Linked DNA regions of Mus musculus: all the other regions are linked to region 1. The links are chromatin contacts, called in public Hi-C and promoter capture Hi-C maps. All regions are on one chromosome and are shown on one strand. Each heading gives the region's core, a stretch centred on a gene start, on an enhancer-like site or on the middle of the called end of the contact. The rest is flanking DNA. Distances are from core to core; before and after follow the strand shown. Region 1 holds the start of Chchd3 (coiled-coil-helix-coiled-coil-helix domain containing 3). Region 2 has its middle 80 kb from the start of Gm31894. Region 3 has its middle 3.0 kb from the start of Gm32533.

Region 1 (3,327 bases), core at 407-2,906:
TGCCCTGCCTATCACTCTACCCTATCTGATATTGTATCTAAATCTCTATGCTGTGCCCAAACTCATACAGTTTGTGTCACTGGCCTGTCTGTGATGAAACATGAGGAGAAAGACTTAATGCATTGTTCTAAACAGTTTTTTCATCTGAAATTTACTTTCCTTTTTTTTTTTTTTTTTTTAAGTTTTCAACATTCTAAGCCTTTTATCGACTTTCTTTTCCTTTCTTTTTTGGTTTTTTTTTTTCCCTCCACCTCTGTACAAAACTCAAGTATGCAGTAATTCTTATCTTACTACAAAAACTACCAACTAAACCACAGCAGGCAAAGGGCTCTATCACTAGTAGAGTGAGAATTGCTGGTCACAGACTCAAAAACTCAGTTCAACAGTCTGGGGTTTCTAATCAATAAAACTTTAATAAGTTCTTTTCAAAGTAACAAATTTCAAAGGAAAAAGTTTTCAAGCAGTTGAAATGTTTTTAAGTTTTTATTTCCTTGTAACTCTTACATAGTTAATTAAGAGTAGTTGTGTAAAAGCAGTAGACAGAAAATATAAAGTACTCTAAAACCTTCTGAAGTCATAGTGCTCTATTTACTAGATACAAGTAAGTGTACTTCCCAAAGCATGAAGCTCCAAAGTCGAGGCAAAGGAGAATATTAAAGTTGTTAGTGTGTATACTAACGCCCTAGAGGAAATTCAAGTTTTCAGTTCATGTATCAAGTACATGCAGAGGGCATTTAATAAGTCTCTATAACGATCCCTTAGAAGTTGTCTCAGTTCTACAACCTTGAAGGCCTGCAAACCGACCTCCGCCCCTAGCAGGCTGGCAGTTATAGGCCTGTATAGTCCAACTGGGTCAGGTTCATAACTTGGGCCAACAAACCACAGGGGAGGCGCCTGGGAAAACGAAATTATCAGGTGGAAGGGAAAGAGCCAGAAGCCAGAAATTAGCAGCAGGGTCAGGAATGACTTGAATGGTAATACCAGAAGAGGGGCAGGGAATAACAGAGGCAAAGAAGAGTAATCCTTAAAACACCAATTCACTCTGAGAAAGAACTGTGCGTGGAAAAGAAGGGCTTGGGTCCTGTACAGGAGGCACACGGACCAGCACAGTGAAGCAAGAGTTTTAATAAAGTCCTGCAACTAGTGAGCAAGGACGACCGTGGTGACCCGGCACCACCACCCCGGCACAGTGCATGGCTCCTGGCACACAACCAAGAACTTTCTCTGAATGGAGGTTCGGAGTCTTGAAACTACGAGCTTCTTCCCAGAGACCCAGACTTCTAGCGGGACAGCAGGGCGGGCCGAGAGCGGAGAAAGCAGGTGCAGCTGTCCCAGGCACATTTCAGCGTTGGGATCCGAGGTCAAAGGCTGCCCTCCGCCCGCCCACGGCACTCACCCGGATGCCCTTCACCACGGTGATGTTCTCGTTCTCGTCCGCCTCGAAGGTGACCCGGCGGGTGCTAGCGGTCCCGCCCATGGCTCCTGCTTCTGTCCCCGCAGAGTCTGGAGCGTGGACCTACGAGCACGTCAGGACCCACGCGCACACTTGCGCGTGAAAGCCCTGGACGCTTCTCTTGCAGGGCAGGAGCAAGGCCACGACCCCAAAAAAGAAGCAAGGAGAAGGCGCCGGTCCCAAAAGCCCGCCTCCTCCGGTCACGTGCCAGAAGTAGGCCGCTTCGGGTTAGCCCGAGAAGCAAACTGCCCGCCTCTTATCAGAAGGTGCACTAGGATTGGCTGGATTGGACCCGGATGCTATGGCAACAGGTGGTGCTTAATAGGGCTTCCGGAGCCTCTGAGAATAATGGGAATTGTAGTCTCGATCCGGAGCGATAGGTGCTGTGACAGGTCTCACTCCCTAAACTGTAAAGTGAACCGAGCATTCTGGGAGTTGTAGTCTTGACAGCCCTGAAGGCCTCCTTCTGGTCTACTTTCAAAAAAGTTGGTTCACCCAACCAGCTTGTTTTGCAGTTGACTCTAGAACCTTAGGTAAGTTAGGTAAATACAGGCTCTCAAAGCTAGATATGGAAGATGCACTCCCCTAAACAAACAACTTGTATATTCCAATTCACAAACCTGTAACAACTAAACTTAGCATTTTGCCACTTAGTCTTTTAAAGGGGCCGAGACTACATATGCCTATGTTCCTATCTTATGACTTTGGTATTTGTCAGTCTGTATGAAATGCAACTTTTAATGTAGGGCTTTCAAATCTACATGCAAAAATGCACAGGAAAAATTATTTACACAAAGATACAGACAGAACACTGCTTCTCGTGTTTGTGTCTCTTATTCACTTACATAAGTTAGATCACAGGATGATTAGACAGAGGAAAATGGTCCGTTCATGGAGGAGTTATAGCAGCGTTAGACAAAGTAGAGATGATCTGTTTTGGAAAGTTTCTAGCTTGGTACTTTACCTCCAAGAAGTCTAAAAATGTTAGGATAACCACACACACAGTTTCAGTTTTGTTGTTATTTGGTTATTTGGTTGATTTTAGGGTTTTTTTGTTTTGCTTTTTTGTTTGTTTGTTTGTTTGTTTGCTGTCAAACACTGTTGCTAAAAGTACAGTATGATCTTAGATTTATGGAGCCAGAGAAATACCCTTTCATTTAGAAATTAGATGGATGGGACTACTGATGTAGCTCAGTTGTCTATGCAATGCCCCAGGCCTGAGCTATGTGAAGGAGGAGAAAAAACAAGAGGGAAGAAGAAGAGTGGGGCAGAAGGGGGATGGGAGGGGAGGGGACAGAACTAGCTGAACAAAAATACCTTTTTCAATTTGCCCTTCTCAACATTAAAAGACAGAGAATACAGCATACCATGGCATCCTCCTAGGCCAAAGGGATCCACAATGTTGAAGAAATATTTTTGAGCTTCAGTTATTTGTCAGCATGTCAGAATCTGTAGCGCAAGACACTATGTCCCTCCCGCTGCTATATCCCAGCATATAGCAGCAGTGCCCTTCATCTCATTGTGTCGTTCTTTTCAACACATGTGCTCTAAATCACATGATATTCTCCTGCAGTTCTGAAACTGCCTGCCCCTGTCTGCGTCCTCCCATTACATCACAGTTGAGCTTGCTTCTCTTGAGAACCCAGATACACAGGGATTGCCGTTCCTTACATCGGGTCCTCCCCATCCATAAACACAATCACCTCACTTCCTACCCCATAGACGGCGTGTATTGAAGGGTGTTTCATAAAGCAGTTGCTCGGTCTATATTTACAAAATTAGAGGCTTCCATACGGAGAGTGAGGAGATACAAATAACACTTGTTAATGAGGATGAAGACCAAGGCTGAGAAGGCAATGGATGCCTTCCATCAG
Region 2 (3,230 bases), core at 327-2,826, 1.1 Mb before region 1:
AAATAGCCCAGCCCTCTGCGTGCTGACGGCAGCAATGGGACATTACAGTAATGTACCCATTCAAACAGAGTGGATGCCAAGATTGCTACAGCAGCTTTTAGCCACGGAACATTTAGCCTTCAGTAATAGCATTCTGGGTCCCTCTGGAAGCTTCCTCGCAGATGCACCTGGGATATCCCCGCCCCACCACAGCTCTGGGACCGAAGAAGGGACAAAGAAGAGTTCTCATTTCTGTTGAGGAAACACATTCAAATAAGGGAGCCTCATGCAGAAAATAGGAAAGGGATCGCTGACGAATGCCATGATCATATGATAATGTACGCGCATCCTCCACACCGATCACGGGCGAGGTCTCCTTAACGGCTGTGTTGTCACTGAGACCAGGAGACAGAGCAGCTGTCGGGAGACACACATGGTAGCGCTCTGCCTTACAGCACTACACCCCCAAGCCCATGACCTTGACCTTTTAGACAAGGAAAGTCATTTCAGGGCTGGCCTCGGGAAATGCTAGACTCAGAGGAAGCTGGCCTGTCCTTGGCCTCCCAGGCTCCAATCTCAAGGCTCCTATGCTGTTCTGGGATCTCTACTCTGTGCCCTCCTGTCTTCCTGAGCACCAGTCCTCAGGAGCCCGCAGAATTTACACAGCAGGCCTTGCCTACTAATAGGAGCTCAGTAAATCGCCAAGGCTGCAATAGAATTACCAGAGGCCTTGCTCTGTGGTCACCCATGTGGAGAAATGGAGCAAGACAGTGTCCTATCTCTGTAACCCCTTTACCTCACTACTGCTCACAAAACAGGGAAGAAAACTGATAAGGGTCGGGGGCCTGAATCGGATCTCTCCACCCTGGCTTGCCAAAACTGCACCATCTGTTACCTAAGGGAATTCCCTAGGACTCAGAAGACCCATTCTACAGATGAGGAGAGCGAGGCACAGAAAGGTCCAACACGAGTAGGAAGTGACAGCCATGGAGCTGTATCCCAGCGTTCTAGTCCTTCATCCTATCTACTGTAGCTTTGATCTGTGCTCAAAGTTGCCAAGGTGAATATTTATAAACTCTCAGAACTCAAGAGGTTGTGGAGTAAGTAGGCTCCCCCTACCCCCAAATCACTACACAGCTTGCTTTGAAATCAAACTAGAAAATACCTGGGGAGCACAAAGCGGGTAAATGGGGAATGGGCAGGACCTTGAACTTTGCTCGAAGGTCCACATAGAAGAACTCAGGCAGCTTTTCTCCTCCCAGATTCCACTTTGGGTCTCACTTTTATTGGTCTTTTCTTTAGTTATGTGTTGTTGTTGTTGTTGTTGTTGTTGTTGTTGTTGTTGTTGTTGTTGTTGTTGTTGTTGTTGTTGGTGGTGGTGGTGGTGGTGGTGGTGGTGGTGGTGGTGGTGGTGGCTGCAACCCTCTTGATTTGGTGAGACTTAGCTGCTGCGTTCATGCGGTTTAGTCCGAATCCGTAATTCATCATGCGAACAGCAGAGGGCGCTCGTGTCCTTGGAGAACGAATTGGGTTTCCCACCGCCCCGTTCTCATTCATCCGCGAGGTCTTTACTTCTTTGCTACTGGTGCAGGCTAGGGTGGAGCAATGCTTAAGAGAGAGGGCTTCCGAGCCTGCCAGCTGCAGATCCTGGCACATCTGTGTGTGTGCCTTCCTCATCTGTTCTGCCTTTAAGGAAGCAGAGTGGCTTGGGGAAGAAAACGGAGAAGAGGGGGCGGGGCTTCAGAGCGTACTGACCACATCGGTGAGTCGCTCAGGATTAGCATTTCATCTGAGCACAGGTCAGACTGTTCCCAGAGGAGCAGAGAAGCATCAATTCCTAATAGGGTGGGAGTGGGGTGGAGGGGCAGGGTTTATAAACTTGGCGATCTCTCCATGTTTCTTTGGGCAGGTCACCAAGCCCTTGTGTGTCAAGTTTCTGAATATGAAGCGGAGATTATTTAAAAATTGATCATCTCTAAAGTCCCTTCCAGGGCTCAAGCCTGGGTTTGTACCTTTCTCTCAGTTCTTTCGTAGAGCATACTGGCCTCAGCCCTCTGGCATGCCAGAGCCATGTCTGGGGGACTCAGGGGACTAGGTTGACTGACAGGCAGACCGTCCCATTCCAATCCCTGCTGCTGCCTTCTTTCTGCTCCTTGAGGAGGAAGGCTACCTGGTCACCATGTCCTTGAGACAGTTAGTGTGAGCATCACCTGCAGATGCTGCGACCATCTCCTTGAACAGCCATGCTCATCAGCAACACTACACCGCAGCTCTGACCTGAGTGGGAGGAAGGTTTCCTGCACTGAAGACAAGGTGGTGTGATAGGATGGGGGAAACCAAGCTGTGGTCTTGGCTCTGCAAGGACCTCTCTGGGCACATAGGAGAAAAAATCCTTTGTGTCTTTGAGCCTCAGTATGCCCATCCACAGAATGGGTGGCTGGCATTGGTTTCTAGGCCTTTCTGCTTTAAGGACTGCAGCTCTGAATTCTTGTCAAGCATACTTCTCTATCTGACTCTGTGGAGAAGCAGGAGGAAGGGGACTATTTCTGGAAGATACCAGAGAGGGAAGAGAGAAAAGGAAGATAAGGGGAACCCTTAGAAACATGTACCTCCCTGTCTTAGTCAGGGTTTCTATTCCTGCACAAACATCATGACCAAGAAGCAAGTTGGGGAGGAAAGGATTTATTCAGCTTACACTTCCACATTGCTGTTCATCACCAAGGAAGTCAGGACTGGAACTCAAGCAGGTCAGGAAGCAGGAGCTGATGCCGAGGCCATGGAGGGATATTCCTTACTGGCTTGCTTCCCCTGGCTTGCTCAGCCTGCTCTCTTATAGAACTCAAGACTACCAGCCCAGGGATGGTCCCACCCACAAGGGGACTGCCCCACTTGATCACTAATTGAGAAAATGCCTTACAGCTGAATCTCACGAAGACATTTCCTCAAGGGAGGCTCCTTTCTCTGTGATAACTCCAGCTGTGTCAAGTTGACACACAAACCAGCCAGTACACTTCCCGACCTGCAGGGGGTCTTGGTGAGTTAGGGGCATTTTGGCAGCCCTCTGGTCCCCTGTCTGTTCATGTAGACAGACCATAGATATTTGAGACACCCAGAGACTGGGTGTCTCAATAGGGCACAAGAGGAGGCACAGCTGTATGCGTGTGTACCTGTGATGCAAGATATACTTGTAATAAAATGCAAGCACACTTTGCACAGGTGAGCATCGTCAGTAAACACCGGCCCAGCATCCT
Region 3 (3,298 bases), core at 199-2,698, 1.1 Mb after region 1:
GGGGGAAGTGGGGATGGGAGTGGGGTGCAGACCCACAGGAACCTCACAGGGGCTCACAGGGTTGCCCCTAGTGTGGCAAAAATTCTGGGAAGAAAATCTATGTTATCCTCAGAGGAACCCTCCCACCTAGGGGGCGTTTCTGCCTTGTTAGATTAACTGGAGAAAAGGTCACTCCTCCACCTAGAGATAGAGTCCCGTGTTTTATTACAGCAGGGAGACAGCAAGCCATTTGTTAGCGGTAAAGCTAAGCGAAGTTAATCACCTCACCTATGTTTGTGTTCCTCACAAGTGTTAATAGCATTAATTCTCTCTCCTCTCTCCCTGCCCTTCTCCCTCTCCCTCTTCCCCTCACCCCCGTATGTGTGTGTGTCTGTGTGTATACATGTGTGGGCATATGGTGTGTGTGAGTGCACACATGTACCGCGGCATACTTGTGGAGGTCAGTGGCCAGCTCCAGGTGCCTGGATTCCACCTTGCTTGAAACACAGTCTCTTGTTCCCGCTCTGCAGGCCTGGCTAGCTGGCCTGAGTTTTGGTGGAGTCTTACTCTGTCTCTCATCCCTCAGTAGGAGGATGCTGGGAATGTGTGCTACCTTGTCTGTTTTTTTCCATGGGTTCTGGACATTGGAACTCAGGTCGTCATACAGGCATGGTAAACACTCTGCCCACAGAGCCATCTTCCCAGGCCAGCAATAACTTTCAAAGATTCTCAAGGCCAAGTGTAAGGGAGTAGATACTTTACCCAAGACAGGAGTGGTGGCAGCTGCCTTTGACCCCAGCACTCAGCAGGCAGAGGCAGGAGGATCTCTTTGAGTCTGAAGACAGCCTGAGCCACGTAGAGAAAGCCTATCTCAAAAAGAAAAAAAAATTAGTCTTGGAGCTGGAGAGTTGGCTCAGTGATTAAGAGCTCTTACTGTTCTTGCAGGTTCAAGGCCCAGCTCTGTGACTTCTGGAAAACCACCCATATATACAAAATAATAAAATAAATCTTTAGAAAATATAAAAAACAACAACAAAGCAATAGTTTAATACTTGTGCACAACAAAATATAACACACTATATACCATAAAATTGCGATTATATACCATCAAAATGATTCTTTAAAGATTGAATGCCACTAGCAACGAGCTCATGCTAACTGAGGAAGAGTTTCCCGATCATAAATCTATTTTAGAACTGAAATTCATTGTACTGAAATCACCCTGAGTGAAAACACCCACACCCTCACCTGTTTGAGCGAATATTCAGTACACTGAGCACAGCTGAGTATGTTGCGTACTCACCTCGGGCAGTTTTGGGCATCCGTTATTAGTGGGGTGGTCCTTACTAGGCTATTCAACCAAGCACCCCAGACCACAAGCCCCCATTCTTCCAGGAAGCCTGCACTGCTGGATGGTGACCCATTCATGCTCCACCACTGCCCTCTAGTGTCTGGTATGCAATCCCAGCCTAGCATTTACCAGTTTTCTCAGCACAGCTAATGCTCTCTCCATGAGAGCAAGGATGACATTCTGCCCCTGTGTGTGCTCAGCTCCCATCATAATGCCTAACTGAGATGCTCACACATAAACATCTGTATTGTGAATTCATCTCTAACCAAGCAAACGCAGGGAACGGATAGATTCCTAGGTTCCATCATTAAGTTCTTCTAACCCTCTCTGTACCTTTTATTTTTGTCATGTCTCACGCTATTGCTGTGTTTATTATGTTTATCCTCTTGGCCTCTGGCCATCGTCCTTTCTATCTCTCTGCAGCCTGAGCACGTAAGACGGAACTTCAAAATAAGTGAGGGGCAGAGGTCTCCATGGCGTGTGTCTATAGCTTTAGTGATAATCTTTCTTGACAGGCAGGCTGGAAATTCAAAGGCATATTTTGTTTCCCTTTCAGCTCCTGCCTTCTGAATTGAGTTGTAAGTCTGGTGAAAAAGTTACTGCTATTTTGTATGTCTGCAAATCTCACGAAAAGTCTGGCTATGTGGCCAGCCCAAGCATAGGAAATAGAGGGATGTACATTACAGTGTAAGAAATTAATGCACGTTTATTGAAAGGCATAAGAATGGCCCAGAGCATGCCACCATTGGCTTTAGTAATGCTGGCAGAGGTGTAAGCCCTTGTTCTGGCCCTTCTGCACAGCTTACACCCCCTCGGGAGGGATTGTTCATGCACTATCGAGTTTATGGATGGAGACGGTGAGGCTTACAGGGATCAGCAGCTTTCCAAACCTGGCAGCAGGTTGTGAAACTTTCGAAAACCCAGATCTGTTTGATTCCAGTGGCTACATTCATGACAGTTCTAACTGCTGGCCCAAGCGGCCCCTGGCCTCATCATGGCTGAGACTGTCACCCAGGAATCTGGCAAGACTCCTCAATGCACTCCAGCTTGTGGGCTGGTCCCCACCTCCTGCTCTTTCTTGGACAAACTGCTCTCAAGCCATGCTGGGTTCCTTTTGTGACAGCGCCATCTTGGCTGGGAAGACTGGGCTTCTTCTTTCTTTTAATTCTGTGCTTACTATGTTCCTTCCTCGGGGAAGGTCTTTCCTGAGCACCTGAAGTCAGCCTGCTCTGATTTCTTAAAAATGACATTGATAGTCTTAAAAAAAAAACTTTATTCATTTTTATTTTAAATATATATGAGAGTTTCTCTGCATGTAAGTGTACCATGCAGTGCTTATAGACACCAGAAGAGGGCAGCAGATCTCCTGGAATTGAAATGGGAGGCAATTGTGAGCTGTTGTGTGGGTGCTGGGAACAGAACCTGGACCTCTGCTAGAGCCACAGATGATGTTAACCAACAAGTTGTTTCTCCAGGCCCAACCCAATTCTTTTAATTAGTTCTTATGGATAGTCTCTCCCATTTGGTAGTAAGTACCAGTAATTTGGGGTGCACTTCTTATGCCCAAACCTGTGCCTGGCACACCACACCCAGTATCTCCCTGTGCTAGCACATTCATTCCTTTATTATATGTCAAAATTCTTAAAGCTGACATGTGTTGAACAGCACTCCCATGCTTGGACCATGCCAGATATTTTGCACTGTGGTTGCATTTATTAGTCTGCCCTGGCCATATGAGATATATTGGATATATGGTATATATGGTATATATAGGATATATGTGTGTGTGTATATATACATATAAATAACATTACATTATATATACAATATATACCCCATATACCACATATATTGTATATTTTATTTTATATACATATACATTATATACATATACATATTTATGTATAAAACAAAGCTAAGGAACATTCTTCCCCCGCCCCCAGTATGAGAGGCTGAGCAGAGTCGGAA

What was found. Promoter capture Hi-C pulls out the DNA fragments that hold promoters and counts their contacts. A called contact is a pair of places that touch in the nucleus more often than the background predicts.
Region 2: a promoter capture Hi-C map of hippocampal neurons shows a contact between it and region 1, with 4 times the contacts expected there. The contact joins the enhancer-like site here to the promoter of Chchd3 in region 1. A contact is called at or near these places in 2 of 39 promoter capture datasets (embryonic stem cells and hippocampal neurons), 1 of 484 Hi-C or Micro-C datasets (embryonic stem cells) and 3 of 115 datasets of contacts at active chromatin or transcription factors (embryonic forebrain, embryonic stem cells and stem cell-derived neural progenitor cells).
Region 3: a contact with region 1 is called in a Hi-C map of double positive thymocytes, with 3 times the contacts expected there. The contact joins the enhancer-like site here to the promoter of Chchd3 in region 1. A contact is called at or near these places in 2 of 39 promoter capture datasets (the 3T3-L1 cell line and pre-B cells), 17 of 484 Hi-C or Micro-C datasets (B cells, CD4 T cells, CD8 T cells and 9 more), 5 of 115 datasets of contacts at active chromatin or transcription factors (the SCID.adh cell line, astrocytes and embryonic stem cells) and 1 of 9 other capture datasets (embryonic stem cells).

What each region holds. Positions count from the first base shown.
Region 1 is chr6:33,058,604-33,061,930 of GRCm38.p6, forward strand. Chchd3 (coiled-coil-helix-coiled-coil-helix domain containing 3) reads right to left here and starts at 1,657. Exons shown (of 8, transcript NM_025336.2): 1 at 1,397-1,657. The coding sequence starts at 1,477.
Region 2 is chr6:31,936,870-31,940,099 of GRCm38.p6, forward strand. No RefSeq gene overlaps it. Among named protein-coding and RNA genes, the nearest start is that of Gm31894, 80 kb to the right of the region's middle. Within about 2 kb of position 1,577, at least 46 of the 459 cell types and tissues checked have an H3K27ac peak or open chromatin away from gene starts, as enhancers often do. A contact at or near this core is called in embryonic stem cells and hippocampal neurons, where this site is marked.
Region 3 is chr6:34,192,498-34,195,795 of GRCm38.p6, forward strand. No RefSeq gene overlaps it. Among named protein-coding and RNA genes, the nearest start is that of Gm32533, 3.0 kb to the right of the region's middle. Within about 2 kb of position 1,449, at least 25 of the 459 cell types and tissues checked have an H3K27ac peak or open chromatin away from gene starts, as enhancers often do. A contact at or near this core is called in the SCID.adh cell line, astrocytes, double positive thymocytes and 1 more, where this site is marked.